Regions from separate parts of the Sus scrofa genome. Here region 2 is linked to region 1. Evidence: chromatin contacts called from public HiChIP or PLAC-seq data. All regions are on one chromosome and are shown on one strand. Each heading gives the region's core, a stretch centred on a gene start, on an enhancer-like site or on the middle of the called end of the contact. The rest is flanking DNA. Distances are from core to core; before and after follow the strand shown. Region 1 overlaps ZNF37A (zinc finger protein 37A). Region 2 overlaps BMS1 (ribosome biogenesis protein BMS1 homolog).

Evidence for each region. HiChIP or PLAC-seq counts read pairs in DNA pulled down with a chosen protein or histone mark.
Region 2: an H3K27ac HiChIP or PLAC-seq map of alveolar macrophages shows a contact between it and region 1. The contact joins two enhancer-like sites. A contact is called at or near these places in 1 of 47 Hi-C or Micro-C datasets (embryonic fibroblasts) and 1 of 2 datasets of contacts at active chromatin or transcription factors (alveolar macrophages).

What each region holds. Positions count from the first base shown.
Region 1 is chr14:60,847,206-60,849,905 of Sscrofa11.1, forward strand. The region is part of intron 2 of ZNF37A (zinc finger protein 37A); the gene reads right to left. Among named protein-coding and RNA genes, the nearest start is that of ZNF37A, 13 kb to the right of the region's middle. Within about 2 kb of position 1,321, at least 2 of the 83 cell types and tissues checked have an H3K27ac peak or open chromatin away from gene starts, as enhancers often do. A contact at or near this core is called in alveolar macrophages, where this site is marked.
Region 2 is chr14:61,086,230-61,088,929 of Sscrofa11.1, forward strand. It overlaps BMS1 (ribosome biogenesis protein BMS1 homolog), which reads left to right. Exons shown (of 24, transcript XM_005670994.3): 2 at 1,408-1,483. Among named protein-coding and RNA genes, the nearest start is that of BMS1, 32 kb to the left of the region's middle. Within about 2 kb of position 1,307, at least 70 of the 83 cell types and tissues checked have an H3K27ac peak or open chromatin away from gene starts, as enhancers often do. A contact at or near this core is called in alveolar macrophages, where this site is marked.

The DNA of each region.
Region 1 (2,700 bases), core at 71-2,570:
TGGGTCAATTAACCCACTGAGCAAAGCCAGGGATCAAGCCCGCAACTTCATGGTTCCTAGTGGGATTTGTTTCCACTGCACCATGAAGGGAACTCCAGATTTGTTTTTTATATTGCTTGCTTTGCAACTTCATTTTTTCGGTTTTGATTTTTTTTTTATTTGCTGACTTTCATTCTTTTTTTTTTTTTTAATTTATTTTTTTCCCACTGTACAGCAGGGGGATCAAGTTATCCTTACATGTATACATTTTTCCCCCACCCTTTGTTCTGTTGCAATATGAGTATCTAGACATAGTTCTCAATTCTGCTCAGCAGGATCTCCTTGTAAATCTATTCTAAGTTGTGTCTGATAAGCCCAAGCTCCCGATCCCTTCCCACTCCCTCCCTCTCCCATCAGGCAGCCACAAGTCTATTTTCCAAGTCCATAATTTTCTTTTCTGTGGAGATGTTCATTTGTGCTGGATATTATATTCCAGTTATAAGTGATATCATATGGTATTTGTCTTTGTCTTTCTTCCATATAGGAAGAGAAGAGATAAAACTCACTGTACGCAGACGACATGGTACTATACATAGAAAACCCTAAGGACTCAACCCCAAAACTACCTGAACTGATTAATAAATTCAGCAAAGTAGCAGGCTATAAGATTAACATTCAGAAGTCAGTGGCATTTCTGTATACCAGCAATGAAATATTAGAAAAGGAATACAAAAATACAATACCTTTTAAAATTGCTTTGCAACTTTGTAACACCCTAATTTTGTATATGAATATCCTAGTTACTTGAGAATGTCTTCAAGTACATTACAGGACTTTGTAAATAAGTAAGACTGTATTTAGTTTAGTGGGCAAACTATACACTTGACAAGGGAAGGAGATCAAGATAGCAGACTGCATGGAACTCACCCCCCCCCACAAATACATTAAAAATACAGCTATTTGTAGAACAATTTTCACTTAAAACTAACTTAAGACTGGCTGAAAGAAGTCTATACAACCAAGGATGTAAGAAAGACCCAACAGAATCAGGTAGGAAGTTATGAGAAGTGATCAGGTTGGGACCTGTGCCCCTGAGAGAGGACCCAGAAGAAAAGGAAGATTACACAGGCAGAGACCCTCCCTGGGGAGCAGGTGGTCGGGTGAAATATTCAATGTCCCAGCCCTGGGGTCAAAACACAGGGAAGACAAGTCCCTTGGCTGGTTTGAAGGCTAGGAAGATTAACAGGAAGGTTATAGGAAGCCTGAATTTCACCACTGAAGAGCACGCACATGCTTGCTTGCACAATCAAGGCAGAGCAGAGAGATTGTAAACTGCACAAATGGCTGACTTGTTTCCTGTGACTACACTAGCAGCCGTCCAAGTCTAATCCCAGAGAAGCCTCAAGCCCCACTTGTGTCACAATGCAGTTACATACTGTCCAGCTATGTAAAACAGGGGGGGTTCAATTCCGACACGGCATCTGAGCAGAGCAAAGGCAGCCACTATAGCACTTACGTAGTAAGCAGGCCCTATGTGCCCTGAACTATAGCTCCACACCAGAGCAAGGGAAGCAGAGTCTGAGGGGAAAGCCCAGCTGTGAGGGAAAAAGGAGGCTCAGACTTGAGGCAGCACCTGAGCAAAGTGGGAGCAGGCACTGAGAGCACTTACACAGGTACCACATCAGAAGCAGTCCAGATCTCTGCCCCAGCAGGACCACCTTGCCCAAGCCGAGTGTCCGACCTTGCTCTAGAATGCTCCCCTCTGGAGTAAAGATGTCAGTGCAGGGAAGGGTGAGAGCACATACTTAAAGTGAATGGGGCCAGCTTGGACCTGACCCTCAAGGTTTTTAGTCTAGCAACACCAGACTCACTCCCATCCCTAAGAGGGCAGAGACAGCCACTGAACAGAGGGGAAGCCTGAGCTTATACCAGAATCCAGCCCTAGTCGTTCTGTCTCCAGTAACACCTACTACTGATAGTAGTAGCCGCCAAGCCACCCTGAGGAAAGACAGGACTTGTGTTCAGATTAAATCTAGCTCTCCCACTAAAGCCAATGGGAACATACAGACTATATAGGGAAGTTCCCACATTAAGAACTCCCCTTCAGAATTCCAACCGGTAACTGTCACCTATTTCATAGAGACAAAGAAGTTTAAGCAAAATGAGAAGAGAGAATTTGTCTCAATTGAAAGAGAAAGAGGAAACCCCTGAAAAAAAAAACTAATGAAACAGATAAAAGCAATTTGCTAAAGACTATGAAGCATTAGTAATAAGAATAATAAAATGGCAATAAGTACATAACTCTCAATAATTACTTGAAAAGTCAGTGGCCTAAATGCTGCAATGAAAAGACATGTTGTGACTGATTAAATTAAAAAACAAGACCAAGAAAAATACTGCTTACAAGAAACTCACTTCAGAACTAAAGACATACAGACTGAAAGTGAGGGTATGGAACAGTCATGCAAACAGAAACAACAGGAAATCAGTGGTAGCAATACTCATATCACACAAAATAGATTTAGAACAAAATCTTTTAAAAAGACAAAGGGCATTATATAATGATAAAGGGATCAATACAAGAAGAGAATAATTACACGTGTTAATATATATGCACCCAATATGGGAGTACCTAAATACATAAAGCAAATATTAACAGATAGAAAGGATAAATTGACAGTAACACAATAGTAAGAGACTTTAACACTCCACTTACATCAA
Region 2 (2,700 bases), core at 57-2,556, 240 kb after region 1:
TTACTATGGAGGGAGAAGTTATCAAAGGAAGAAGGTGGTATGATTCAGATTGGAGGGGTGGGTAGGGTTAAAAAGTCTTTTTTTTTTTTTTTTTTAAATGGCACACCTGCAACATATGGAAGTTCCCAGGCTAGGGGTCCAATCAGAGCTGTAGCTGCAAGCTACACCACAGCCAGGGCAATGCCAGATCTGAGCACCATCTGCAACCTTAATCCACTGAGCCACAAGGGGAACTCCAGGGTTATGAAGTCTTAATTTCAACCATTAAGAGGGAGTAACCTGTAAAGAAAGCAGGTGGTGGTTAGAGTGAGATGTTTCTGGAGTTCCACTCCATGGACTGGATAAAGTCAAGGATATGATCACAGAGAATGTGAGAGTCTGAAATAAGGCAGAGGATAAGAGTGGAATTCATGGAGCCAAGAGGTTTGGATTATGTACCTGAATAGTGAAATCTCCAGGAAGTGAGAGGAATAGTGCTGGAGGGTGGCACAAAATTCAAGCTCTTCACAGATGAGGGAAGTGTGTGTCCTGTACAGCAGCCTCCCAAGCACGGCCCAGAGCGTAGAGTGTACACAAAGGGAATACCTGTGGGATGCTGAGAAAAATACAAGTCTGCTGTGAAAAGGCATGAAGTACGGGTGACCCTAGTTTTGTGAGGTAGACGAACTGATCCTCGGGTATGATCATGGTGGGATACTGAAAAGAAAACCTCCAAGAGGGAGATTCAATTTCTTAAAATGTACCTAGCTGTCTAGGTAGTAGGGCACCCCAGCTCCCCTGAGAGGTAGGAATGGGCAGAGCCCTGGGAAGGCAAAGTTGTGCTCCAAGAAAACTGCGAGAAGTGCATCCCCCAGCGAAATCTCTTTTTCCAGTAACAGAGAAAGGCCAAAGCATTTCATACTGGGTCAGGGTCTATCCCTGCCCTCAGAGTCTGTTTGTCCCAGCAAGAGAGTCCTAGCACTAAAGACGTCCGAGAAATCTCCAGCTTTGTCATCTCTAAGGATGAGCAGGCTGACCAACCTGTGCGACCCACAACCGAGTGCTCTTCTATTAGGCCAGTCGGACGTGGCGCCTGGGGCTTTCAGTAGACAGGCGCAGTGACCTCAGGGTGACCAGAATATTATTTCTGGCTTTTGTACCAAACCAAAGAACGAGAGCCGGACCGCACCGTCAGCACCACCTCCAAGTGAACTCGGCTTGTGAGGAGCTAGGGACTCCGAGACCCAGCGCCGCAGCGCCCCGCGGCAGCGAGGAGAGAGACGCGGGACTCCTGGGGGGAGAGCTGCGTGGAGGCGTTTCCTGCGTTGCCCTCAGCCAATCACGAGCCTCCTTTTCGGCTTTCCTCTGAAAAATCGTCCCTCCGCTGTTCTCTTTCTTTTTGCCTCCTTGTTTCCCGTCGGCGTGTAGAGTCGCCTGGTAGGGTGCATTTCCGTTTCCGGTGCTGTCCATGCGGGCGTGAGGAACAGGAGCAGTTGTGAGCCAGGTAACGGCCGCGGCTGGGGTGGGGCGGCGAAGGGGTCCTGGGGGCTGGGGTTCCGGGGGCGTTGCGAGTTCCCCGCGTGGTAAGGTCCTCTCTCGGCTCTCCTGGAAAGTCTCTGCTCCCGAGGAGCGCCTCATGCCCCAGACACACATATTTCGTACCTGTCAGAGAAGTAGTGGATGAATTCCGGGACCGGGAGGGGAGGTGGCAGGGAGAGGTGAGAGGTCGTTTCTTGGCGGGGTAGTCTTAGCAGGTGTCACACTGAGCAGATAGGCTGACTCCAAGTTGTACTTTCCTCACCAACTCCTCCGAAAAATAGGAGAAAAATATCAGTACAATTTCAGGACCAAAATAGAGTAGAGAAGAAAAAATAATGTCTCATACTGCTATTAATCATACAACTCTTTAGTCAAAGCGTTCCTAGAACCCAGCTCTCCTAACTCCAGGCTAGTGTTTTTTGACATTATGCTGGTATATGTGAACTTTCTACTTCCGCTAGTGTGCGTCCCTGGGAAATCTGTGACTGACCTCCAATAGTTGTGAGCCTTTTGATTTGGCCCTTTACAGCTTGGCACAGAAGACATTAGTTTGGATTTGCTCCACTAGTTCAGATCATAGCGGTAGCCTTCTCTAGTGCACAGTGTCTGCATTATAGGCAGATACAAATATTTATTTATTTGTTTAATGACCGCACCCTCGACATATGGAAGTTTCCGGGACAGGGGTTGAATCTGAGCTGCAGTTGCGGCAGTGTTGGATCCTACTGTGCCACAGCCGGAACTCCAGATACAAATATTTATTGAATTGAAATTAATTCATTACCTTAAACGAATGAAGTGGCCCCACCCCCCTTTTTAAAGCAAGTGCTTAGATTGTATGCTACCTGATTTACTAAAAAACTCTCTAATCTGCTTGTTCCCAGTTTACGCGTCATGAGTTCTGGGACTCTCAGAAATCATTGTACAGGTTTCTGCAAATCCATGTAGTATCCAGGCATCACCCAGAGTCAGTCATGTCTCACACATGTAGCTATCATTGTTTTTTAAATGTATATAGTTGATTACTATAACTTACAATTTTTACATATTCAACAATTCAGTATTTATACATATTATAAATAGCGTAAATTTGGAAGCCACTTCATTAGTCCAACTGATATTTAGGGTGGAGTTAGTAACCACTAGTCATGGCAATTTATGTTTAGAATTGAAATAATTAAA